Linked DNA regions of Mus musculus: all the other regions are linked to region 7. The links are chromatin contacts, called in public HiChIP or PLAC-seq, Micro-C and promoter capture Hi-C maps. All regions are on one chromosome and are shown on one strand. Each heading gives the region's core, a stretch centred on a gene start, on an enhancer-like site or on the middle of the called end of the contact. The rest is flanking DNA. Distances are from core to core; before and after follow the strand shown. Region 1 holds the start of Donson (downstream neighbor of SON). Region 2 has its middle 18 kb from the start of Ifnar2. Region 3 overlaps Scaf4 (SR-related CTD-associated factor 4). Region 4 has its middle 38 kb from the start of Ifnar2. Region 5 holds the start of Ifngr2 (interferon gamma receptor 2). Region 6 holds the start of Scaf4 (SR-related CTD-associated factor 4). Region 7 holds the start of Urb1 (URB1 ribosome biogenesis 1 homolog (S. cerevisiae)).

Evidence for each region. Promoter capture Hi-C pulls out the DNA fragments that hold promoters and counts their contacts. Hi-C and Micro-C count contacts between places; a contact is called where the count stands out from the background. HiChIP or PLAC-seq counts read pairs in DNA pulled down with a chosen protein or histone mark.
Region 1: a promoter capture Hi-C map of pre-B cells shows a contact between it and region 7, with 2.8 times the contacts expected there. The contact joins the promoter of Donson here to the promoter of Urb1 in region 7. A contact is called at or near these places in 2 of 39 promoter capture datasets (liver and pre-B cells), 1 of 115 datasets of contacts at active chromatin or transcription factors (astrocytes) and 1 of 9 other capture datasets (liver).
Region 2: an H3K27ac HiChIP or PLAC-seq map of microglia shows a contact between it and region 7, with 5 times the contacts expected there. The contact joins the enhancer-like site here to the promoter of Urb1 in region 7. A contact is called at or near these places in 2 of 39 promoter capture datasets (the C10 cell line and pre-B cells), 1 of 484 Hi-C or Micro-C datasets (palatal mesenchyme) and 3 of 115 datasets of contacts at active chromatin or transcription factors (astrocytes, memory CD8 T cells and microglia).
Region 3: a contact with region 7 is called in an H3K27ac HiChIP or PLAC-seq map of extraembryonic endoderm stem cells, with 8 times the contacts expected there. The contact joins the enhancer-like site here to the promoter of Urb1 in region 7. A contact is called at or near these places in 4 of 39 promoter capture datasets (the 3T3-L1 cell line, cranial neural crest, hippocampal neurons and 1 more), 5 of 484 Hi-C or Micro-C datasets (the G1E-ER4 cell line and embryonic stem cells) and 3 of 115 datasets of contacts at active chromatin or transcription factors (astrocytes, epiblast stem cells and extraembryonic endoderm stem cells).
Region 4: a promoter capture Hi-C map of embryonic stem cells shows a contact between it and region 7, with 2.5 times the contacts expected there. The contact joins the enhancer-like site here to the promoter of Urb1 in region 7.
Region 5: a Micro-C map of embryonic stem cells shows a contact between it and region 7, with 3 times the contacts expected there. The contact joins the promoter of Ifngr2 here to the promoter of Urb1 in region 7. A contact is called at or near these places in 2 of 39 promoter capture datasets (liver and stem cell-derived epiblast-like cells), 1 of 484 Hi-C or Micro-C datasets (embryonic stem cells) and 1 of 115 datasets of contacts at active chromatin or transcription factors (pancreatic cancer cells).
Region 6: a contact with region 7 is called in a promoter capture Hi-C map of the HPC-7 cell line. The contact joins the promoter of Scaf4 here to the promoter of Urb1 in region 7. A contact is called at or near these places in 13 of 39 promoter capture datasets (the 3T3-L1 cell line, 3T3-L1-derived adipocytes, the C10 cell line and 9 more), 1 of 484 Hi-C or Micro-C datasets (embryonic stem cells), 8 of 115 datasets of contacts at active chromatin or transcription factors (the 230-238 cell line, T-cell acute lymphoblastic leukemia, astrocytes and 5 more) and 4 of 9 other capture datasets (adipose tissue, embryonic stem cells, liver and 1 more).

Annotation. Positions count from the first base shown.
Region 1 is chr16:91,686,965-91,690,685 of GRCm38.p6, reverse strand. Donson (downstream neighbor of SON) reads left to right here and starts at 1,958. Exons shown (of 10, transcript NM_021720.1): 1 at 1,958-2,279; 2 at 2,811-2,891. The coding sequence starts at 1,974. It overlaps Cryzl1 (crystallin, zeta (quinone reductase)-like 1), which reads left to right. Exons shown (of 13, transcript NM_133679.2): 13 at 771-1,364. The coding sequence ends at 870. It overlaps Gm10785 (predicted gene 10785), which reads right to left and starts at 1,788. Exons shown (of 6, transcript NR_040389.1): 1 at 1,406-1,788.
Region 2 is chr16:91,353,443-91,356,682 of GRCm38.p6, reverse strand. No RefSeq gene overlaps it. Among named protein-coding and RNA genes, the nearest start is that of Ifnar2, 18 kb to the left of the region's middle. Within about 2 kb of position 1,297, at least 105 of the 459 cell types and tissues checked have an H3K27ac peak or open chromatin away from gene starts, as enhancers often do. A contact at or near this core is called in microglia and pre-B cells, where this site is marked.
Region 3 is chr16:90,258,581-90,262,083 of GRCm38.p6, reverse strand. Scaf4 (SR-related CTD-associated factor 4) reads left to right here. Exons shown (of 20, transcript NM_178923.4): 4 at 1,782-1,943; 5 at 3,238-3,373. Among named protein-coding and RNA genes, the nearest start is that of Scaf4, 24 kb to the left of the region's middle. Within about 2 kb of position 1,788, at least 3 of the 459 cell types and tissues checked have an H3K27ac peak or open chromatin away from gene starts, as enhancers often do. A contact at or near this core is called in extraembryonic endoderm stem cells, where this site is marked.
Region 4 is chr16:91,332,649-91,336,177 of GRCm38.p6, reverse strand. No RefSeq gene overlaps it. Among named protein-coding and RNA genes, the nearest start is that of Ifnar2, 38 kb to the left of the region's middle. Within about 2 kb of position 1,462, at least 23 of the 459 cell types and tissues checked have an H3K27ac peak or open chromatin away from gene starts, as enhancers often do. A contact at or near this core is called in embryonic stem cells, where this site is marked.
Region 5 is chr16:91,545,577-91,548,834 of GRCm38.p6, reverse strand. Ifngr2 (interferon gamma receptor 2) reads right to left here and starts at 1,776. Exons shown (of 7, transcript NM_008338.4): 1 at 1,603-1,776. The coding sequence starts at 1,672.
Region 6 is chr16:90,283,238-90,286,803 of GRCm38.p6, reverse strand. It overlaps Scaf4 (SR-related CTD-associated factor 4), which reads left to right and starts at 2,301. Exons shown (of 20, transcript NM_178923.4): 1 at 2,301-2,801. The coding sequence starts at 2,772.
Region 7 is chr16:90,809,147-90,812,404 of GRCm38.p6, reverse strand. Urb1 (URB1 ribosome biogenesis 1 homolog (S. cerevisiae)) reads left to right here and starts at 1,992. Exons shown (of 39, transcript NM_029497.1): 1 at 1,992-2,206. The coding sequence starts at 2,065.

The sequences.
Region 1 (3,721 bases), core at 709-3,208, 880 kb before region 7:
CTAAATCATCATTTTTCAATTCTCAAAGACATAAAGAGTTTGTATTCATTCCAATTTTATGGTATATCTAGTACTTGTATATATTTTTTTTAATTCACTGTAGACAAATAGCTGTTCTTTCATGTTTCTCAAAATGTGTCTGCTTGTGCACCTGTGAGGATTGCCACAGAGAGAGGATCTTGTGCTTTTTCTCCCCCACACCCCTACCCCCATTCTGTTGTGTGTCTCTCCTTTCTCCTTCCCCTCTAGCCAAAGAATTTGAAATAATTCAGAGCTTGACAAGGTTGTTTAAATTGGGATTTTATATCAATTATAAAGTAAGAATTAGATAAAGGGACTGAGTAGTATATTTTTTCTTTCAAAACCTAAACACTTTTAGCCCAGTGTTGTGGCACACAGCTGTATTCAAGGCACTTGGAAGGCTAAGAGTCATGAGTCTGAGGCCATACTGGGCTAGCTAACAAGACAAACCCAGTTTTAAAAAAGAAAGAAAAGGGGGGAAATTACTACTTCTTTAAGCCACAGAAATATTAATGAATGCATTTGTAATTTCTGTTTGGATTTTTCTTTTTAAGATAGCTATCTAGCTCAGGCTGGCTGACCAGCAACTTGCAGAGGTTCACCTGCCTCTGCCTCGCCAGTGCTGGGATTAAAGGCTCGAGCTGCTTGTGTTAGATAAAGGAAAATAAGCAAATGTGTGGTCTACTGCATCCTGCGTGCTGTGCTCCTCTGTGCCTGTGCCTGACATCTCGAATCATTTCCCTCCTCAGGCCTCTGCTCGATGAGCCCATCCCACTGTATGAGGCAAAGGTTTCCATGGAAGTTGTTCAGAAAAATCAAGAAAGAAAAAAGCAAGTCGTTCAATTTTAATTCTCTTCCCTGATCTCAGTCGGATGCACCCACACCAGTGGGGGAAGCCAGTTTTCTTTGGAAATTGTTGAGAAAAACCAAGGACGATAAAGCAAGATTTTATATTTTTAAGCCTGTTTTCCTGCCACAGTAAGATGTTTGGTTATTTGACATATTTGAAAAATACTTCCAAAATTAATGTGCAAACAATCCAGATAATTTTTTTACCATCTGAAGGGGACATTCCAAAAGCTTCTTTTAGTTATTGTATCTGTACACTTTGCCTCTGCTATAAAATTCTTTCCATTAAGAAAACTGCTTTCAGCAAAAGCTACACTATTCTAGCAAATACATCTGTCACATGCTTTTGCTATACCAAACGTCATTTGATTTTGTTATCAACTTCATTCTCAACACCTTCCTTAACAAACCGTTGATGCCATTATTTTAGCATTTGTACTTTCCGACTTCAAAGTATCTAATCCACTGGCATTTAAAATGTTTTTAAATATTCATTCACTCTGAATTTCTCCGAGATCATACGGAATCATAGTACCTGGTCCTGTAGTAGTGACGGCATTTGCATAGAGGGCTGCGGTGGTCGGGCACTGGGGACAAGGGTGGAAGAGTTGGCCTGCGGCTAGCCTGAAGCTGGCGGACATTTCCCCCTCGTGGGTACTGTGTTGAGCTCGGCCCATCACCGTCTCTCTCAGAATGATATTGCGGCTTCTCACGGAGAGAAGTAACTGCCCATCACCACCAATCAATGTGTTGTTTGCTGTGCATTCATGCTCCGTACCCGGGGCTGACACTACGCCCGCTGCCGAGTTGGTACTGTTAATCCCTTTTCCGAGCCCTACCGGGTGCCGCGCGCCGCCGTCGCGTTCTCAGCGACGCCGACCTCGCAGCAGGAGAGCCGCGAGCTGCGCGCGCCCGGCCGGAAGCGGCCACCGGGAAATCTGTTGGGCGGGGCGGCACGGCCTGGCACGCATGCTCCGTCGGGGCGGGCCCGTGGCGGGGCGGGGCCTCAGGAGCCTCCAGTCCGTGAGCAGCGCGGGGTCTGGGCGGGGCCGGGGCGCGCGGGAAGCCCCGGCAGGGCTGCGGAGCTGCCTCGGTGCTGCGCAATGGCTGTCTCGGTGCCCGGCTACTCGCCTAGCTTCAAGAGGCCGCCTGAGACCGTGCGGCTCCGCCGGAAAAGGTCTCGGGACCATGGTGCCGCCGTGCCCGCCTCACTGCCGGAGCCCGCGCCCCGCCGCGCCGCGCTGGCGGCTGGGCTGCCCTTGCGCCCCTTCCCGACCGCCGGCGGCAGAGGAGGCGCCGCCGCGACCATCGCCCGCAGGAACCCTTTCGCTCGCCTGGACAACCGGCCGCGAGTCTCGGACGAGGCCAGCGAAGAGCCGCTCCGCGGTCCTCAGGGGGCGTCGGGCCCGGTGAGTCTCCGCGTCCCGCAGCCGGGCGTCAGGGGTGGGAATGGGCGCGAACAGCCGCCGCAGGCTGATGTCCTGAGCTGGGGCGGGGGAGGGGGTGGCTGCCCTCTCCTGTAAGAAGGACTTAGGGATGGATACCCAGGAAGGTGGCTCGAATAGTCCTCCGAACTGTGATGGAAAGCCACAGAATCTGCCTTCTCACCATCCTTTCAAGACCTTTTTCTCAGGCACTTGAAATTACTGTGGACTGTTGAAGATAAATCGGGTCAGAATTTACAAATGTTGGTTTTACTCATAAAGCTTTTTTGGAACTTTTGGTCTAAGATTTTTGTATCAGTTATTAAATGCGTCAAAGTCTGGCCTTTCCTCCCGTTTAGATAAGTTCAGGCACAAATCTGCAATGAAACATGGTACTGTATGGATGTGAGCTCCCACTCACTCTCCTGAGAACCTGGTGTGCCAGGTGAGCCCTTACATAGTTCACATTCCCTCATCGCTTAGGTTTTAAAAGGACCACTCTTTTCTTAACCTCAGCTTCTAGATTCTAATGAAGAAAATAACTTGCTGTGGGAGGACACATCATCTCATGAAAGAACTGGCACGGAACTGTCCCAGGTACTTTTAAAAATTACATTTCTAGTTTGTGCCACAATTGTGTGTGTAGAGGCCAGTCCCTCCACTGTGTGAGTAGAAGGATTGGACTCAGGTTGTCAGGCAGGCCAGAAGCAAGTGCCTCTACCTTCTGAGCCATCTCAATGGCTCACTCTAGGAAATACTTTCAAAGGGCTGAATATAATGTATATTCTAATAAACATACTTCTCAAAAGCTTTTCTCTTGAAAAAATGAGTTCCAGGAATGAATTCAAAGTCTGGGACTGAACCTCAGTTTGTAAAATGCTTGCCTAATGTTCAAAGACCTCAGGGCTGGATCCCCAGGAATTCCATGAATTACATGGGACATGATGCTGTACACTTAGAGCTGTCTCACTGGAGTGAAGGAGGGATTGCCAGGCCTTTGATAGCATCCTCAGATGCAGAGACAGTTGAGGCCAGCCTGGGACACATGAGAACCTTCTCTGAGAAGAAAAGAGAAACTTGAGAGTGATTATTTCTATACAGGTGTTTTGATACTAGACATGGGCTCTGGTGGCCAAAGCCTGCTTTGTGCTGGGGATCAAGCTCAACACTTCCCACAAGTTGAGAAACAGTCTGCCCTCCCTTGCTCATAGTTACAGGTAGATGCATTTTTCCCCACTGGGAACAGGCTGAGAGTGCCCAAGATTCATGCTAGTGTTCACATAGTCAGCTTCTCTGACAGGATCTTTGTATGATGTTCCCTAAGGAAGTCCTTCTGGAGTGGACAATACGGACTTGTGCAGCTAGTTGACTATAATTGTTTTTTCTTTGTATTTTTTTTAAAACTGAAGGTAATGTTTTTAAAACCC
Region 2 (3,240 bases), core at 48-2,547, 540 kb before region 7:
CAGATACCAACAAAAATCATTTGGCACAGTAAAGCACAAAAATTATCCAAGCATTACAACTTTGAAACTATGTATTCAGTGAATCACAAACAGAACAGGTAACATCATTATAAATCATCAAAATATAACAATTCTAAAAGGATGTATTCAGTGGGGACTGTCGTCCAAGGCTAGTGGCATATTTCCAGGAGCAGGTTAATAAATCTTTAACAGTCAGTGCTCTTAACCACTGAACTAACTCTCCAGCCCCATGGTCAATTATTATTTAACATCTAGTGCCCGATTTTCTTATAAATCAACTATTTTAATTCTTTCTAATTAAGGCTTTCTTTACCATATACCAAAATCCACCTCCGATGACACACGTGTAGCCATATGAAATTTTATTGTTGGGAAAGGTTTTTTGTTTTTGTTTTTGCTTTTTCGAGACAGGGTTTCTCTGTATAGCCCTGGCTGTCCTGGAACTCACTTTGTAGACCAGGCTGGCCTCGAACTCAGAAATCTGCCTGCCTCTGCCTCCTGAGTGCTGGGATTGAAGGTGTGTGCCATCACGCCTGGCTGTTGGGAAAGTTTTTATCTATTGTAATAGCTTTGTAAATGATTTTGAAAGTAAAGTGTTGGTTTCCCTGGGGATAAGGTAATGTTAGTGACCCCATCTCTAGGGATGGTTTCTTACCCACTATTCTCGCTTAAGATCTTAGCCTAGGCTACCAGGAACATGTAAATAAGAGAAGGAATAAGAGAAAATAAAACAGAGATATTGCCATGAGAACTATGGCTCAATATTTTTTTCTCCAGAGAAGAGTTCCACAGCCGGTTTCAGGAAGCCTCCCTTTTTTGAGGTCAATCGCCTCAGTCTGTGTAACTTGTCGCACAGATTCTACTGGAGGCGGTGTGGCAGATCCAGTTAAACACCTCGTCTGCTTTCAAGGAAATGTGTAGCAGGGTGAATCTGTGGTCTCAAATGTGGAAGCCCCTTCTGAGGGCACCCCACTGAGAATGGTGCTTGGCAGATTTTGATCCTGACACCAGAACCACTCAGTGTGTGGCCGCAGCTTCTTAGCCCTTATTTTACGTACGACAGTAACTACATCGATGCTCTGTTGTCCTAGCCCTCTACAGGTTAGACACTGCAAGATGGAGGCGAAGGAAAGAAGGAAGAGAAATGGCCAGTGGTGTAGAGACACATGGGTGGCTTCTCAGCAGGCCATGCAAACTGAATACCACCGTTACTGGGCCTGAGAAGGGACTTCCCGTTGTGGTCAGGGCCGGCTTCGCCGTCTCTGAAGAGGGCTTGCTGCTGCCCTCTCCGTGTTCCCTGTAGATGGTTCTGCTTTCTCCTCTGTTTTACCCGTGGTGGTTGCTGTGGTGTGACCAGGGAGTCTCTCTTCCCTTCTTTCTTCTCATTCCGTCTCCGCTTCTGAGAGACCACAGAGCTGACACACCACTTCTGATGATGTGCACAACAGGCTAACCATGGCGAAAAGTTTCTTCCCGAGATCTGGAATTAGCTGCCATTTAGCCATTGTCCAGCCTTGAGCAACGTTTCTCTGTGAGTATAAAAATGCTTGCAATTCAGACATTGATCACTCCATGCAATATATCGTCACGGTGTTGTCATAATTGCCACCAGCACCATCATTTTGAGACATGTCCCATGTAGCCTGGAATGGCCTGCAGGTATCTATGTAGCCAAACTGGCCTTAAACTTCGGATCCTCCTGACTCACCTACTGAGTGCTGGGATTGCAGCAGTGTGCCACCCGCCACTCTTGGTCTGTGTGGAGCTGGGGATTGAAGGCAAGGTTCACACTTGCCAGGCAAACACTTAATGCACAGAGCCTCATCTCGGGGCTTATGCAACGTTATTATTTTTGTCCTCTGGCACCTGACTTGTGGTTCACATGTAATATCTTAACTTCTCCTTCCTCAAAGAGTCAAGTCATCCTGGAGCCTTGTTCAAGCTGGTCTTTTCCTGTCTCTACAAAGGTCTCCAGCACTTCCCCATTGTGAGCAGTCTCTCTGAGAGAGCTTTGTCCCAGAATAACTTAGCTATTGTCTCTGATGTGTCTACACTCTAAATTTATGAAGTCCCTGTTTTATGTGTGTAGAATGAATATATATGTATATGTATGTATGTGTGCGCGTATATATACACACACATATATACATACATACATATATAAAGACACACACACACACACACACACACACACACACACACACACCCCTCAGGGTTTCTATTGCTGTAATAAAACCATGAAGAACAGCAACCTGGGGAGACAGGGTTTGTTTTAGCTTTCAGTTCCACATTACAGTCCATTCCTAAGCAAAGTCAAGACAGGATCTCACACAAGGCAGGAGCTGGTGTGGAGGCCATGGTGGGTGCTGCTTACTGGCTTGCTCCTTGTAGCTTGTTCAGCCTGCTTTCTTATATGTTATAGGATGACTGGTCTGGCGTGGCACTGCCCCTGAACCACTCACATCTATCATCAACCAAGAAGATGCACCACAGGCTTGCCTCCAGGTCAATCTGGTGGGGACCTTTTCTCAGTTGAGGTTTCCTCCTACAAAATTACTCTCAAGCTGATATAAAATTAGCCCCCCCCCCCTATATGTTTACACTAAAGCATATGTTCAATGGGATAGTTCAGCCAGGCAAACCTTCCCTCCTTAAGTCCCCTGGGTCACACTGTTTCATCGCTGCAATAGAAACTGTATCCATGACACCCACCTGTGCTGGAATTGTGGCTGTCTTGCTCTTACACAGGTCCTGTAACAGGCACCTGCAGCTGCTACGAGTTCATGAGTCTGACAGCCGTGCCAGGGCTAGATGACAGCATTTCACAGTTCTTCTCCTCCACCTCCAGCTCTTGCGGTCTTTCTAGCTTCTCTTTTGAGATGTTCCCCGAACCCTGGTGTGTGTAGGGGGTGTGGGTCTAAGGATCTCATTTAAGGCTAAACACCCAGTTGATTATTCTCAGTACTTGGAGCCATCCTGCATTTCTCCATTGACTGCTGCTGCAAAAAGAAGTTTCTCTGACCAAGGTGGAGAGCATTATCGAGTGTATGGCTATAAACATAAATATTCAGAAGGTGATCTTACAATATGAACATTTAGTAAAATAACAATACTAGGCTCCACTCTATGACCTCTCTAGCCCTGGACCTCTGGCCAGCATTACAGTAACAGACATGGGATTCCATTCTGTGAAACAGGCCTTAAGTGCACTCAGGGAGT
Region 3 (3,503 bases), core at 539-3,038, 550 kb after region 7:
AAAAAAAGCAGTTATTGGGGTTGGAACCATGGCTCAACCAGGTGAGTGCAGTGGAACCTCTTCCAGAAGACCTGGGCTCCATGCCCAGCACCCACAAGGGCCGCTGACACTCTTCCAGAACTGCAGGGTGAGGGAGTCTTTGCCTTCTTTGGGCTCTGGGCACCAGATATGCACATGGTACACATATATACATAAACAGACAAAACACGCATATATGATACATGTTTTGTTTTTAAGATTTATTTGTTTCTATATGTGGGCACACTGTCACTGTCTTCAGACACACCAGAAGAGGGCATCAGATCCCATTACAGATGGTTGTGAGCCACCATGTGATTGCTGGGACTTGAACTCGGGACCTCTGGAAGAGCAGCCAGTGCTCTTAACCACTGAGCCATCTCTCCAGTCCACAGTAACTGTTTTTTTTAAAAAATATTTACTGAATTTCTTTTAAGCACTGAGAAGTTTTAAAAGGTATTTTTCCCATATTTCTGCCGTTCATTGAGTATTGGTGAGAGGTTGGTGCTGGGCTCTGTCATAGCTGAGAATAGTGTTGGTCCCAGCCCTAAGAGCCTGCCATTCTATACTCTGCCTCATCTGCTCTGTTGACATTTGATTTTCAGGTCAGTTTTTCAGGTGAAGTTACTTTTTATTTTCCCTGACTTTTCTCTGTTACCATCATCATTAAGCTGTCTTTAGTTGTGTGTTGTCTTAAAGTAAGTGTGTGTGTGTATGTGTGTGTGTGTGTGTGTATGAATGATTAGCATGTCTTTTTCAGGAGTGAACTGAGAGTGGTCTTAGGTTTTTTTATTTGTTTGGTTTTGGTTTTATTGTTGTCTTGAGACAGGGTTTCTCTGTGTAGCCCTGGCTGTCCTGGAACTCACTCTGTAGACCAGGCTGACCTCGAACTCGGAAATCCGCCTGCCTCTGCCTTCCAAGTGCTGGGATTAAAGGCTTGCGCCATCACGCCCAACTAAGGCTTTATTTTTGTTGCTGAATTGCTTGCCTTCCACAAAGGGCTATGTCTTTTCCTATATAAATGCCTGTTTTTCTAATACTTGGTTGGTTGTTTCCTTTGTCAAATTTATAGACCCAAATGACTCTTCCTCTTACTTTTTATTTCTCTGGTACATATTTTGTTTGTTTTTGGTTTTTTTGAGACAGGGTCTCTCTGTACAGCCCTGGCTGTCCTGGAACTCACTCTGTAGACCAGGCTGGCCTCGAAGTCTCTGGTACATATTTTAACAGAAGTAAAACTAGCATGTTTAAAAGTATGTTTTAGTAACTTCAGGAAGTTATTCAAGACTCAGAATGACTGAATTGTAGGAAAGTGGGTTGGTAAAGTGGCTCTGGAAAGTTTTGGAAGTGAAGTCAAGGATTTGGGGAAACAAAGTCCTGAGAGCTACTTTGAAGTAACAAAGAGTGTCACTATTGACAGATGTGACACTGACAGCCAGATAGAGAGATGGCTGGAGCACGTGAGCAGCTGCTGCACAGTGCGCAGTGCATGTGGCGAGCTGCGAGCTGATGTGTGACATAGTGGGTGGTGGATGTGCTTGGGCTTTGTCGTTACTTTTCCTTTCCTTCCCTTTCCCTCTTTCTTTTCTTTCTCCCTTTCTAATTCCAGACAGTTTTACTCTGTAGCCCTGGATGGGCAGGAACTCACTAAGTAGACCAGATTGGGTCAGATTCACCTCTGGAATACTGGGCATGGAGGCATACACCATTGCACCTCCTGATTCCACTTTCCTTGGTCTAAGCTTGTCTCCTCCCCTTTGCAGTGTAAGCCAGAATATAAGGTTCCAGGCCTGTATGTCATCGACTCCATCGTGAGACAGTCTCGGCACCAGTTTGGAACTGATAAAGATGTTTTTGGGCCAAGATTCTCTAAAAATATAACTGCTACATTCCAGTATTTATATCTTTGTCCATCTGAAGATAAGGTATGGTTAAAACGTAACAAGCTAACATTTTGCATTTTGTCCAGCTTATTTCCTCTTTATATTTCTCACACAATGCTTACGTTCACGTTGTTGACACTTGTTATTTATGTTACTGGGTGATATCTTCATGTACTGATCTTGAATTGTAAGGTCAGTTTTTTCTACGGTGGTCATTTCCTATTCTTGCTTATATGTGAAATGGAGAAGTCACTTGGCCTCTGTACAAGGACTTTTATAATGTTGAATCATAGAAGGAGCCAGAGTTATAGATCCTGAGCAGAGCAGAGCAGAGCTTGCTGGCGAGTGAGGAGTGCCTTACCTCTGTGCATGGGAAGCCTCTTCTAAACGGCGTGGTAACAACAGCCAACAGCTAGGCGCTGTACACTACACATTTCATGTTACATATCCTGCAGTTAAAAGAAACTAGCAAAGGTTGTTCAGGAAGCATTATCTTTCCTTAAAGAACATATTGCTAGTGGGCATGGAGACACATATCCTTTGATCTCAGCACTTAGTGGGCAGATTGCTAATAACAGCAAGCTGAAGCTACAGAAGGAAGACAGACAACAACTCTGTGTGAGAGAAAATACTCACCAGGGTTTTGCATACTCTAGAAGACCCAGATTTGTTCTTCCCCAACATTCACACATGCAAGTGATTAATCTGCAGTAAGACTGCAACACACACATACATACACACACACACCACACACACATATACACCACACACACACATACACACACCACACACACACCACACACACACACCACACACACACCACACACCATACACACACACACACCACACACACAGTTTCACTGAAAGAAAGAAGGAACGAACATGAACGATACATGCATTCTAAATAGGTGGGAATTCACAGTAAACATCACTAACACTAACTTAACCTGCTGCTTTAGTTTCTCTTAATTCTTAAAGAAGTTATGTAACAGAAAAGGGAACTTGGTTTGGTCAAACCAGAGAGAGAGGGAAAGTGCCCGTGTCTGAGAGTAGCGACATTTGCATGAGGAGAGGCGTTGTGGGTTTGCAGAGTCTGTATAAGAGCATTAGAAATGGTTCTTGACGTGTTTACCTTCCTTTGTATTTGCTAGCTGTGTATTCTGTTTATATTCCTTTTCATTGGATCATACCACCGAGAAAAGGTTAATTTGAGTTTAACTGGGTAATAGTTCTGGTGGATTTTTTCCCTTATGAAACAGTAATTCTCTTTAAAATCAGATATGATACATTATTTCTATAAATATTTATTGTATGTTCATTTTCTTACATATAACAGAGTAAAATAGTTCGTGTGCTAAATCTTTGGCAAAAAAATGGAGTGTTCAAAATTGAAATTATTCAGCCTCTTTTGGACATGGCAGCAGGAACCAGTAATGCTGCTCCAGTAGCAGAAAATGTCACCAACAATGAAGGTACAGTGCATATCTGCCAGTGACAGAAGGTCCTGCAAGTGTACTGGCGTCTGTCTGCTTTTCTGTATGTGTGTCTGTGTTGTCCTGTCCCAGTGTGTTTGCCTTTGTTTTATCTTATTTTCTCTTATTG
Region 4 (3,529 bases), core at 213-2,712, 520 kb before region 7:
TGCTCAGTCTGCTTCCTTACAACCCCCAGAACGGCCTGAGTACTGTCCTGTTCGAGTAAAGCCCTGCCCACGGTGAGCTTTGTCTCCCACATCAATCATCAACCAAAAAATGGCCCCAGGCTTGTCTGCAGGCCAATATGGTGGGGACATTTTTCTCAACTGCGGTACTCTCTTCCAAGCTGACACAAGCCTGGTCACGACGGCTTCCTGACTGCACAGCAGCCTCTCAGACCTTTCAGGGCATTGGTTTTCTGGGTCTGTACAAGTGTGCCAGAGGCCAGTGTGGAAGCTGCATAACCTTTTATGGTTTTGCTCCCAGAGTCCTGCAACTCACTCCCATCTTAGACTGTTGGTTGCAGGGGAGTTAAAAGTCTGCCTAAACTCAAGGCGGATGGGCACAGACTCCTCTCTCGATGGAAGAAGAATGGATTATAGAAGATCAGCTATGATGGAAGACATGCCTGCATCCGCCTTTGGGGATTACACATGGGTCTATATTAGCATACCATATCCATACATATAAGTAATCATGTATGTGAATAGTTATATGTTATGTATAATTATTCACGACCCTATGGATACCATATATACCACATCCTAAACAGAAGGTTTCTGGTGGTCCATGCCTATGATGCACAGCACTTAGGAAGTGGAGGCAGGAGGATCAGAAATTACAAGCCATTCTTAGATACATAGTGGACTAAGGTCCAGCCTGGGCTAAGTGAGAATCTCCCTGGATAAAGAAAAGCAAAGGAAGTTACTCAGCGGTGAGTGTGTCAGTGGTGAGAGGGGCTGCCTTTCTTATGACCGCTCTCAAGGATGTTTTCCTTCATGCCCTGAGAGCTGAGAGTTCTCTCTTCAGAAGCCTGCCAAGTGATTTTGAGGGATAAGCCAGAAAGTACTGCTCTTTTTGCTATTGCTTAACAACATTGGCTGGTGTGTGGGTATAGGCATAACAAACCTTTCTTCCCATTTTATTGATGGGGAAACTGAGGCTATGAAAAATCTCCCAAGAGTCTAGCCTATAACAAAACTAACCAGGAATCTGCATTTGTGGTTTCTGAACTGAAACCTCCCCAGGGATCCCCCAGGGGAGTGGAACCCTCAAGGATTCCGATGGGTCCTCGGGACTCTTATAATTCTTGGATGTTAGTGTTGATCCAGCAGCCCCACAGAGCTGAGGATGGTTTCCTCTCTTACTGGAGATCCTCAGTGGCTCCCCAGCACCACCAGCAAGAACAGATCTAAATGTGCAGGGTGCTCAGGGCCCTCCCTGGTGGGACCTGTGTGTATGCCTGTATGTCCTGCACACACACATACAAATGTACAGAGATACCACTCCTCATAGTTAAGCCAGCTCTGCTGGAGACCTATAGACATTTGGCAGAGATAATGCCCTCTGGACAGGCCATAGGCCCCCACCCCCAACTCCACCCTCTTCCCTGAAGAGCTCTCTGGAATTGCAACAAAAGGGAGAGACCCGGCTCTGACATTTTCTTTGTTCACAGGAGCTGAAAGAGAATAGCAGCACTGGCCGGGCTGACAAGAAGAGTGATGGGGTGGAGGCACCGGCTGCTGAGGGGCCAGAGAAGTCTTGGGGAAGTTTCCATATGTGACTACTTTCTGAAAAGACTTGGATCCAACTGCGCTCTTTTTTGGACCTAGCTTGTTCCTTGCCGATCCAATAGGTCTCAAGTGGCCCATAAAATTTTTACTACATTTTGTCCACCCGTGGATACTGTGACCTAACGTGACCCAATCAGGGAGCTGTTTGGCAATGTTTTCAGAGGGGACCAGAACGTCCTGGGGCTGTGGCCGAATTGACAGTGTTTGCTTTAATCAGGAATGATGGCTTCTGGTGGGAATCAGAGGCAGGTGGTGCAGAGAGCCGTGAACTTTGTCACAGCACAGTGACTTCTGTAAAATTCACAGCAGTTCCTTCCAACTCTTTCTGGATGAGCAGTGGGGACTACAAATGTCTGGTGAGCTGCAAGGAATGACGGGTACAGTGTCTGGTTTTAGTCTTGAACTCGGGCAGGGAAGTTTGCATGGGTTAAACCATGGATGGCCGCAGTTGTTTGAGAATATTCTACTCTGTCATTTTGATTGAATAACTCAGAGAAGTAAATGGAAATACATGAGAAAGGTCATTTCTTTGTTTTTGTTGCTATAGCAGAGCATCTGAGATTAGGTAACTGATAAAGAAGAGGAGTTGCTTTTGGCTGAGAAGTTCAAGGTCAGTTGGACAGCTCTCGTAAGGGCTTTATGTTGCTTTAAACATGGTGTGGGGGTGGGAAGTGAAATAGCTGCTTGCAAAACAGGAGAGGGGGCTGACTCTTGTTCTGGTTCAGTCATTTTTTTCTTTTCTTTTTTAAAAAAATTTTTTTATTGGTTATTTTATTTATTTATATTTCAAATGTCCTCCTTCCTGGTCTCCCCTCTGCAAACCTCCCATCCCATCTGCCCTCCCCTTTGTCTCTAAGAGGGTGCTCCCCTGCACTCCCACCTCACCCCTCTTGCTGGGACATCAAACCTCCACAGGATCAAGGGCCTCTCCTCTCACTGATGCCAGATATGACCATCCTCTGCTACATATGCAGCTGGAGCCGTGGGTCCCTCCATGTATACTCTTTGGTTGGTGGTTTAGTCTCTGGAAGCTCTGGTGTGTGTGTGTGTGTGTGTGTGTGTGTGTGTGTGTGTGTGTGTGTGTATGTGTGTGTGTGTGTGTGTGTGTGTGTATGTGTGTGTGTGTGTGTGTGTGTGTGTGGTCTGGTTCATTCATAACTGTAGAAAGTCATGACTACGTTATGAACACTCCACCTCCCACCAGACCTCACCTTCCAACATGATGCATGAAGGAATTAAAGGTCAGAATAGGCTCAGAAGGGGAAGTCCAAGCTGGCAGCCCTGATGTTCCAGGAGCAAGCAGAGCATGTGCAGGGCTTTCTAACTTTGTCTTGCTTGGTCTGGATGCCCCAAGGAACAGGGTTCATGCAAAAAAACCTAGTTTCCAGAATGGCCCCTCACTCACAGGTTTGCGGTTGGTGCCTTTTGCGGGTTGAGATCTTAGCTAGGGCTGTCAGGAGCTGGACAGCTCCATGTGGCCCGTCGGCCAGGGTGGGGAGTCTCTGAGAGTGAGCCTCTTACTACCTGGTGTCAGAGAATTTGGGCATGGCCTCCATTACACATCTGCATTTTGCTCAGAGAAGCAGTCAGAGTCCTGCCCAAATTCAAACTGGCTGTCTCTACTTCACGCCTCTTGATAGAGACTGGCAATATTCTGGAAGAGTTCGCGGCCATGGGCACAATACCCTGTCCACTTTGGGAAAAATCCACACTGGGCATCCTCTGCCTGTTGTTGCTTGGCTCCTGCTTCCTGGCAATTTCTTCCTGTTTGGGGGGGGGGGGGTTTCCATGTGTCTCTGCTAGAATCTGGTAATTTCTTCCTACAACACTCTCAGCTGTGGTGTCAACCCAGAGGAAATCCAAAGACACACATGACTTTCATAACTCATAATAATGAGTAGAC
Region 5 (3,258 bases), core at 527-3,026, 740 kb before region 7:
ACTTGCTACTCTATTAGAGTTCTAGCCCCAGCAGGGCAGCTCAGAACTATTTATAGCTCCAGTTCTGGGAGATATGATGGCCTCTTTTGGCTTCCGTAAGCACCAGGAACTCAAGTGGTGCATAGACATACATAGACATGCAGGCAAAACATGAATATGTTGTTAAAAGCAATTTTATGATTCCTGAGGGCCATTCATAACCTATGGAACAGTTATGGGAATCTTCTCATTACCTGTTGGCCGCAAGAACAATGTCAATATTTTCACTCTGCACTGTGACTAAAAGGGTTTCTTTTAAACATATCCTAGTTTTTCTTTTAAAAAAAAAGTGTGAAAATTTCGCGTTAAGAGTGGCATGAGAGTCTAAGAAATTTACAAAAGGCTACCATTTTCAAAATATCTAAGGATCCAATTTGTTGTTAATGAGCCACAGACCACGACTTTTGTGGAGCATAATAAAAAGTTAATCATTAGAAAAATGTCTGTTGTAAAGTTTCTAAATACGCCTATCAACTTCTGAACACATAGTTCACAGACATCTCAGACAATCGCAGGCTCTCCTCCAAAGGAGACCTGTGTGTGTGGGTGTGTCAGACACAGATTGCTCAAGGCAAAATGGGGAACATCAGAGCCAGGGTTTAAAGTCTTTGTCTGACTCCAGGAGAACAAGTTAACTGCGTAACCCACTCATCCTCCTGTGCTCCTCTGCCCTTAAGGAGAAAGGGAACTTAAGGGCCTTTGCAGGGATGCTGACAGAGGACCAACTAACTCCTCAACACCACTTCCAATGGGAGGGAACGTCCCAATTCGTAGGCTTATTTAACTAATGGCCAAACTATAAAAAAAACAAAATAAACAACAACAGCAAGACCCACTGAGTAAACCAAGCCGGCCCGGCCGGCCAGAAACTTCAGGACCCCTTTTTCTCATCCTGAGTTCTGTGTTTTCACAAGGGTGCACCCCACTACCACTGTGGACTCCAGATATCCAAGCTTTGATATGATCTCTGCACGGGAAAGAACCCAGCAAAATATAATCACGTAGGAAGAATGTTCTTGGTTAGTGATGTCTTTCTTTTGTTGGTTTTGATGACTGGCTCATAAATACAGTCAGGTTGGTGACAAAAGTGGGAAGTTGAACCCCGGTAAAGGGCTGTGTGGGCGGAGTAGGATAGAGCTGAGATTAAAAGTGTGCCTCAGCTGACCCTCTGTCCCCATACACTGGAGGGGACACAGGCATTTCTGCTCCCCATCTATAAGATCCCGAGGAACTGAGTACGAGGATTTTATAGGCTGCCCAGACAAATACTGGTCCTGCCCGTCAGCTGATCTCCCTGGCACCAAGGAGCCAAAGACGAACTGGGCTCTCCACCTCCAGGCCTGGAATTCCCCGTGGTCCACGCTACACTCACTGCAGCTCCCTCTTGCAGATTCCTCCTGGTCGGTGCCCCGTCCGATCGCGGTCACCCGCAGATCGGGAACGACTGCAGAACCCCACCCTGTGCCGGGTGCAAGCTCCCGGAGCCACCCACGCGCGGACGCGACACCCAGGAGAGCCCGAGGAGTCGGGGGTGGGGTGGGGGGTCTCCTGGGTCGCGCTTACCTGGCGAGGACGCCGCGGCACCGAGCCCACAGAGCAGCAGCGACGGCAGCCACAGTGGCAAAGGCCGCATGGCCCGGGCGGCCCGGGACCGCGGGGTGGACGCCGCTCAGACTCGCACCGCAGCGGCCATGGCGAGCCGAGCGCCCGCCTCTTCCCCAGCCTAGCCGCAGAGCCGCCTCGCCCCGCCTGCGTCCCGCCCCGCCCCCACCGCGCCCGGCCCCGCCCCCGCCCGGCCCGTGGGGACTTTCCCCGGTGTTCCCGGGAACCGCGGCCCCCGCAGCCCAGCACACAGCCCCGGTGACTCCGGCCACACCTCGCCGAGCCGACCTCCAATGTGTGGCCAGAGATCTCTAGTACCATCCTTCTGGAGAGACCCGTGGACACCCATCCCCACCCTACCCCACCCCACTTCGGACTCCCGCCACGTACGATTTAAGGACCCATTTATTTTGAATTCTGTTCTCTTTAATGACCGGAAAGATCGTGCTAAGCTTTGAATCCTTTTAAGCAAAGGGCTACTTAAGGGTATAGCAGAGAGGACCCTCTAGGCCGTGGTGTCACAGAGGAAGAAAAGCTAGAGGAACTGTACTGGTTGCTTAATAGTCTGTGGGTTTGGCCCTCTGTGGCTGTGAAGCTACGAGGAAGTGACCCCAGAGCAGGGCAGGGATAGGCTCCCAGCCTGAGCCTTCCCCAGTGGCCAGCCTGTTGGCAGAGACGTTCACACCTCGGCCACAAAAAAGGGGGCAACGAAAGGAATGGTTAGAGGGAGACAAGAGTCAAAGAAAGGGGTCATCGAACCGCAGCTATTGCTCCTAACCGCTGAGGCCTCAGTCTTAGGAAGCCACTTTAAACTGTAGTTGAAGCTGGCCTTGAACTTCACAGATCCTCACATCTCTACCTCTCAGGGGTTAGTCGTGGGCCCCCAAACCCTTCCCTTGTGCCTGTGGCTCCAGAAGTTGGCCTGTTATAAAAATACGTGATGAAATTATCTAGCAAAAATTTGAACTATGACTTGAGAATTTCAAGACCCAGAAATGTACTTACATGCCAAGGAGAAGAGGAGGGCTGTGGGGATCCTCTCAACAGGACGTGTTGAAAACCGCAGAGGAGAGAAAACCTAACCACACAGGCTGTGGATTATAAGTATACCCCTCTGAGTGCCCCGTGCCCTGCCCCCGGCATGTTTTATTTTTATGAGACAGGGTAAGGAAAAGGACTCAGCTAAAGCCACGAAGGACCTGTGATCACTAAGCTTTTCAGCCTGTGGTCTTGACCCCAAATGGTAAGCCTTTGGAAGTGCTACTACTGCCTCACCCCACTCCCTACCACACCCCTGTCTAGAATCTCCCTCCCTCAGCACAGTGCTAAGGGCATATTCCCTGGATCTGTACCCCATGCCTCAAGCATACAACCCCCCAAAGACAAGCGTTTCTCTCCTTTCCCCAAGGCAACTTTGTCAGGGCAAGGCCAGCTAGGTGCTGGCATCCACTCTCTTGCCCTTCCTGCCTAGAGGAACCCTGATGTCGTTGATAGCTGAGTCTTCTGTTGAGATCTGGCAGCTGGCAGCGGAAGATAACAGGAACTCCGGTCTGGCATTTCCTGTGTGTGTAGCACTCCTGGCTCTGTCTGTCCCTCTGAGCAACTGCTTTGATTGTG
Region 6 (3,566 bases), core at 1,052-3,551, 530 kb after region 7:
ATTTATTTATTATATGTAAGTACACTGTAGCTGTCTTCAGACACCCCAGAAGAGGGCATCAGATCTCATTATGGATGGTTGTGGTTGCTGGGATTTGAACTCAGGACCTTCGGAAGAGCAGTCTGTGCTCTTAACCACTGAGCAGTGATTTAATTTTTAATTGCTATGTAATAGACGTATTTACCGGGTACAGTGTGGAACAGAAAGTGTACTATAGCCGGGCATGGTGGCGCACACCTTTAATCCCAGCACTAGGGAGGCAGAGGCAGACGAATTTCTGAGTTCGAGGCCAGCCTGGTCTACAGAGTGAGTTCCAGGACAGCCAGGGCTACACAGAGAAACTCTGTCTCGAAAAACAAAACAAAACAAACAAAAACAATGAGTAATGGTTAGCTCAGGGTGAGACAGCCATTAAAGCAATTTTGTATTATTTATTTATTTATGTATGTCTTTTAATCGAGGGTTTTGTTTTGTTTTTTTTCTGTTCTAGAATTTGCTCTGTAGACCAGGCTGGCCTTGATCTCTGAGATCCACCTGCCTCTAATCCCAGAGCAATGGATTTAAGGTGTGTGCCACCACCGACTGTCTTATTACTTCTCTGTGTGGATGATATATTCAGGGTCCTCTCTATGGTTACTTTGAACTTTACTATTAATTCTTTTTTTTTTTTTTAAGATTTATTTATTTATTTATTATATGTAAGTACACTGTAGCTGTCCTCAGACACTCCAGAAGAGGGAGTCAGATCTCGTTATGGATGGTTGTGAGCCACCATGTGGTTGCTGGGATTTGAACTCCTGACCTTCGGAAGAGCAGTCGGGTGCTCTTACCCACTGAGCCATCTCACCAGCCCTACTATTAATTCTTGTTAACCACAGCTATCCTATGGAGAGGCATTTCCTGATCCTTACCCTGTCGGAGTTGAACCCACAGCCTTGGTTAGGGCTGAGATTTTTCTTTTTCTTTTTTTTTTCCGAGACAGGGTTTCTCTGTATAGCCCTGGCTGGTCTCGAACTCAGAAATCCACCTGCCTCTGCCTCCCCAGTACTGGGATTAAAGGCGTGTGCCACCATGCTGGGCCAAACACCTTGTTCTTAAACACCTCTGCTCCTTGTCTGTCTGACTTTTCAGCTCCTGTTAGCTGTGCAGTATTGAATCCCAGGTATCTACCTCCTCTCAGCCATTTTCCTGGACTTTACCCATATCGCAAAAGCCCTCAGTTAACTATCCCAGGGACAGCTCAGATGGCTAGAGCCCGAAAAGATAACCGTCTAGCCAGATAAACTTGGGCATGGTGGTTAACTGAACTAGGCTGACTTAAATGAGGACACTGTTCATAGGCATTGACAAAGATTAGCCATTACGCCCTCAAACTCATTCCTTCCTTAAATTATTACCAAGTTGACGCAAACCCAGCACTCATGTCCTTCAAGAAGCAGTGTGCATCTTCCCTCCGGAACACCATTCTGTCTTTCCTCCAGTGCCTGATACCTTCAGCCTCATCATCTCCAGGGCCCGAAGCCATGCTGTTCCTGGCCCCACTTTCTTCCGCATGCATACTTTGCAGGATGTCAACCTGCATGATGCCCCCTTAAGAACAAAATCCTAACTCTGCTAGGATCTGGTCTCGGTAGGGCCAGTTGCTTTCCCTAAGTACCAGCCGGTTGTCCTCCAAGGAGAGGTGATAGCACAGCGCGCAAGGTCCAGAGGGCCCCTCCTTTCTCGAATTCTTTTAGGATGCTCGCCCTTTTCTACGGGAAGTAGTCCCCAACTTCCAGTACGAGTCAGGCCTTCTAGCTTTTATACTCATGCTCCACAAAAGTGAGGTTTCTACAGAAAAACTTTCATTTTTCACACACCCAACAGACAGCGGTCGCAGCGCGCGGCAGGCGGTGAGAACTCAAGTGAATCAGAACACACTTCTGCCGAGAGCGACCCAACGGGGTTTGGGGAGATTAGCGTTAGGGGTTCAGGAGCCCAGTCCTCGGAAGTTGCTCAGGGCGTCCACCAGGTCCGCACGCAAGTCGAAGCAGGGGACTTGGAGACTGCAGACGCTCACCCTCCGCGCTTTGTTTGTCGCAGCAGCAGGGCGCAGTCCTGCCCGGACACAATGCACCCCGGGAGCCGTCGTCCGGATCCTGAGCCCAGAAGACGGGAACTCTCCGCAGCCGCAACCGGCGGGAAAGCGCGCGACAACGCGCGGTCACACGCTAGCGGCTCGGCGCCGGTGGGGCGCGGAGGGGCGGGGCGTGGGCGGAGCCAAGCACGAGCGGGGCGGAGCCGGGCTCAGGAAGCGCTTGGAGGCCCGAGCTGTCCCAGGGTGCTTCGCGCGGCGTGCACTCGGGTCGCTGCCGCCATCCTGCTGGCGAAAGAGAGGAGAGAGACAGAGAGGCCCGCCCGCTCGCCGGCCGGGCCAGTGTGGGCCAGTGCGTGAGGGAGGGCGCGGGGGGCCGTGTCAGCGCGACGCAGAGCGCAGCCGCCGCCGCCAAACGGACATGTTGGAGCCCCGCGCTGCCGCCGCCTCCCATCCCTCCTCCGGCGCACGGGACTGAGCAGGGGCCCGCCGCCTCTGCCTGCGCTCGACCGGCCCAGCCTCGCCGCCTCGGCCGCAGCCCCTTCCTGCTCGGCCTCCGCCGCTCGTCGCCTCCCGTCCTCCTCCCCCTCCACGCCCAAGGGCCCTGCCGGCACCCGGCCCTACTCAGCCGCCGCTCCAGGTCTAGGTGACCGGCGGGCCCGGAGCAGCCGCAGCCGCCGCCGCAACGCGCGCGAACATGGACGCCGTCAACGCCTTCAACCAGGAGGTGAGGAGTGCTTGGGGTTAGGGCTGGTGCGGGCCACGCCGGGGCCGCTTCTCTCGCTGCCCGAGGGCTTTCGAGCACCGAGTCCGGGCGGGGACGCTTCCTGCCCCGGTTCCGGGGCAGCGGGCCTGGAGCCGGGGAGAGGTCGCGGCCACCGCCGGGGGCTGACCCCGCGCCCCTCCCCCGCCAGTGCCCCTTCGCCCCCTTCCGGCCTGTGCCGACTCCCGCTTCTTCAACGTGGCCCTTATGCTGCTCCCGGCCCCGTTATCGGCTTTACGGGGCCGGGATCCCGCCAGGGGCTGCAACGGAGCGCTCGGCCGACTCAGGGGCGGGAGTTCCCGCGAGTCCCGGGGCCGGCGTAGCAGCCGCCTGGGTTCTCCTGTTGCTCAGGCCGCGGCGCTGCGCGGCGGCCGCTGGACTCTGATCCCGGTTGGCGGAGACTTAGAGAGGGTGTCTGCCCTCCCACCTCCTGGATTGACACGCTCACAAATGAACATAGAGCGGTAGTTCCCTTGGCCTTTCTATCTAGAACGTGCCCTTTCTGTACATCGTGACACCTAAAAAGTTGAATGGGAGAGCAAAGTGTACGCCCCATTTAGTCCGCTAGTAAGGCTGCTTGGGTCTCCACCTGCTCACCCTCGCACCGCCCTCTCGGGGTACTTAATCCTCAGCTCCCTTCCTCAGGGACATTTACATGTGAAAACCTCCCCAAACCGGGAACAAAGCTGCCTGCCGCCTTAAAGCTCTCTAGTTGTATCTCTGATCGTT
Region 7 (3,258 bases), core at 743-3,242:
GCCAAAGTAAATTCTTCTCCCATTTCTGCCAGGTTTTCAGTCACTGTCACAAGATAAGTAACGGCCACTGAGACAAATAACACAGGGCTTCTCGTGGCAGGCTAGCTCACTGTCGGCTGGTGAGCTTGGCATTGGGCAAAGTATCAAAGACCTGGCCTAGTTATTTAGAGGACTGCTCTGAGCCAGTCTCAAACATCCATCTGTAATTCTGAGTAATTACTTGCCATCGGGTATCCCTTTATCTAAGGCTAGGATGGACAGGGGCAGCTTCTATGTAATTGAGGCTAGGATCCTGAGTACCCTGGTAAGTTCCCTGGTCTCACTAATTCTTGTGGGTTTAAAAAATATTTTGTGAGCTGTGTGTGTGTGTGTGTGTGTGAGAGAGAGAGAGAGAGAGAGAGAGAGAGAGAGAGAGACTTGCCACAGCATGCATGTAGAGGCCACAAAGCAATTTGTGAGAGGAGGTCTCTCCTTTCACCGTGTGAGTTCTGGGGATTGAGCTGAGACCATCACCCTCCCAGCCACACCCCCACCCCCAATTATTTATAACTTCCACTAGTACAGAGAGATGATAATTTCCCCCAACATCACATAAGCTAAACTCAAGGCTTTAGACTGTTTCTTCCTTCTTCTTGCTGCCTTTTGTTTGGGTCCTGGTGAGTGTCAACATGGGCAATTGGTCACAAGTCGGTCTTCAGCCTCTTCTCTCAAAATTATTCATGGTTTTAGTCATCTTCATTTTTCTGACAGGCCCGGGACCTAGGGATTCCCACAGATGCAGTTGTTTCTGTAGGCTACAGGCTCAAAGTCAAAGGCAAGTGTTGTTGTTGTTGTTTGTTTGTTTGTTTTTCTCTTAGGGACTCTAAAATCATAGGAGTGACAGGGACCACATTCTTAGATGCTTAAAAGATACTTGCTTCCAAAAGTGTGCCTTATTAGACTAGAAGAATATGACAGAGAATTTCAGAAACCATCGATTTCCCAACTAACAGGCTAGTTTGGAATTTTAAATACATACCAAGATATTGATAAGATCTGTTTTTTTTAATTATGCAACTGACTGTTTTTACTTTCCCACATTTTTGCCAGAGCATTGAATGCAGCCTGTAAATCAACAGCTTACAACAAATAAAAACTGTATCGTACTCTCTGTCCCCTTAAAGCAGTTCTTTAAACATTACATTACTTGCCGTTCTCCAGCCCAGGACTGGGGAGAGCCGGCTTTGTTGTCTCCTTTTTAACGAGGGTGCTGAGATGCGGGCACTGTCCAAGGAGGTTTTCTTAAATGCTTGCTTTCTTTGATCGCCCCTGGCCTTCAGCACCACAGAAGGAGTGCATCAAGGTTTGGGGGAAGCAAGCGTGGATGGAGGTTACTTGAAATGACATCTAACCAGCCTAGGCCTTCTGGCTAGGGTTGTGACAAAAACTGGGGATTCAGGGTTACGGACACTCTGGACCACATTCCCAAGCTAGGGCTTTTCAGAGGTAAGTCCACCTGATGTCAAGCCCTCGGGAATTCACCCGGCTTACACTTACACGCAGGGGGCTTGAACTGAGGAAGTATCAATCTCATGAAGTTGTTCAAAGGATATCATTAAAATGCTCAGAGATTTTTAAATATCTGAGCTCTTTGTGCTGCTCTTTGTGGGTCTGGGAGTTCTTCCTGCTCAGGGAGTTGCGGGAGCAGGGGAAGCATTTTGATCCATCTGCCCCAGATTGTTGCAGCTAAGGGCGGGTATGTGATTTTTCTTTGCAGGCAGAGCACAGCCAGAGAACCCTTGGGGAAATCCCAGGCCCTACAGGCCCCACCCAAGCACCAAGCCACGCCCACACCACCCAGAGACACGCCCCAGAAGGCCCCGCCCCCAGGTGTTCTACCTTCTCCACGCCCCCTTCAGCAGGCCCCGCCCCTTCCGCCCTTTCTCACCCGAAGACCGGCTCTTTTACCGGCTTCCCCTCATAGGCTCCGCCTTTCCTTCCAGTCCCGCCCCTTCCTTGCCGCCGGTGCTTCCGGTCGCGTGGGTTTTCCGAGGGTGCCGTTTTGCTGGCCCGGTGGTTTGGGCCATGGGGGTCCCCAAGAGGAAGGCGTCAGAGGGTCCCAGCAGCGCGGCGTCCCCCGCTGGCACAGTCAAGCGAACGCGAGCGGAGGAGTTCACGGGCGTGCGGTTCAAGACCCTGCTGAAGGATGCGCAGGGCCCAGGACCGGGTGAGTGGGAGCGGACTCCTCAGCTTCGGGGCAGTAGCCGGCACAGCGGCGCCTCGGAGCCCGGCTCGGAGTTAGTCAAGAATAGTTCAGTGAGATAGCTTGCTTGGGCTGTCAGTAGCCGTTCCCATAGTAACCAACTGTCAACCCTGATAATGGCGGGATGTCACGTGTAACAAGTTCCATAAGGACCTACAACTAAATCGAGTGACTAGGATTGTCCGGACCGGTAACCGAGAGGGGCCAGATTCTGTAATTTAATTTCACTCGCTGCAGAGTGTGACACCACTTCACAACGACTTCTAATCGTGCAAGGAGTACATTGGTTGTGAGGAGAACCACAGTTGAACATGTTACCATGTTCAGACGTCAACGCGGTGGTAAAAACAAGACAGCGAAATATTTCTCTTAGGTTAACAAAACTACAAAGTTAATAAACTATCGCAGGGCTTGATGGTTCGTGCCTTTAATTCAGCACTTTAGAGGGAGGAAGAGGCAAGAGGATTTCTGTCAGTTGAAGGCCAGCCTTATCTTCTTAGAAAGTGCCAGACCAAGTACACCTTGACTTCCAACATTAGAAATATTTGAAGATTAAGGATAGAATTGGTGCCATCCTGACAGTGTCATGTTGGCAGAGCACTCCTGACTGCTGCTGCTGCTGCCAGTCCAAAGAAGAGTAAGCTGTCCGTCTCCCTGAACTGCCCTGGGCTAACTCAAGCCAGGGGACTCGGTAAACACTATATAGTGAGACCCTGACTCAAAAAGTATTCTCAGCTAATGTTTTTCTTACAATTTTTATTTTTAAACGTTTGGTGCCTCGCCTTGGTCGTTTGCTTAGAAGATGACACCTTTGCTAGCACAGAATTTAGCGCCCCACACACTTATTCGATATTTAATTGCAGTTGCTGTTTGTTAGGTAGAGATGTAATGGGCGAATAAAACCCTGGCACAGGTCTTGCCATTGCAAATCTGATAGTTTGGGAAAGCAGGTGACCAGCAAAGTCACATAGTCACGGGTCTTCCAGAAGGAGCCAGCTATCCATTGTGCCTAATGG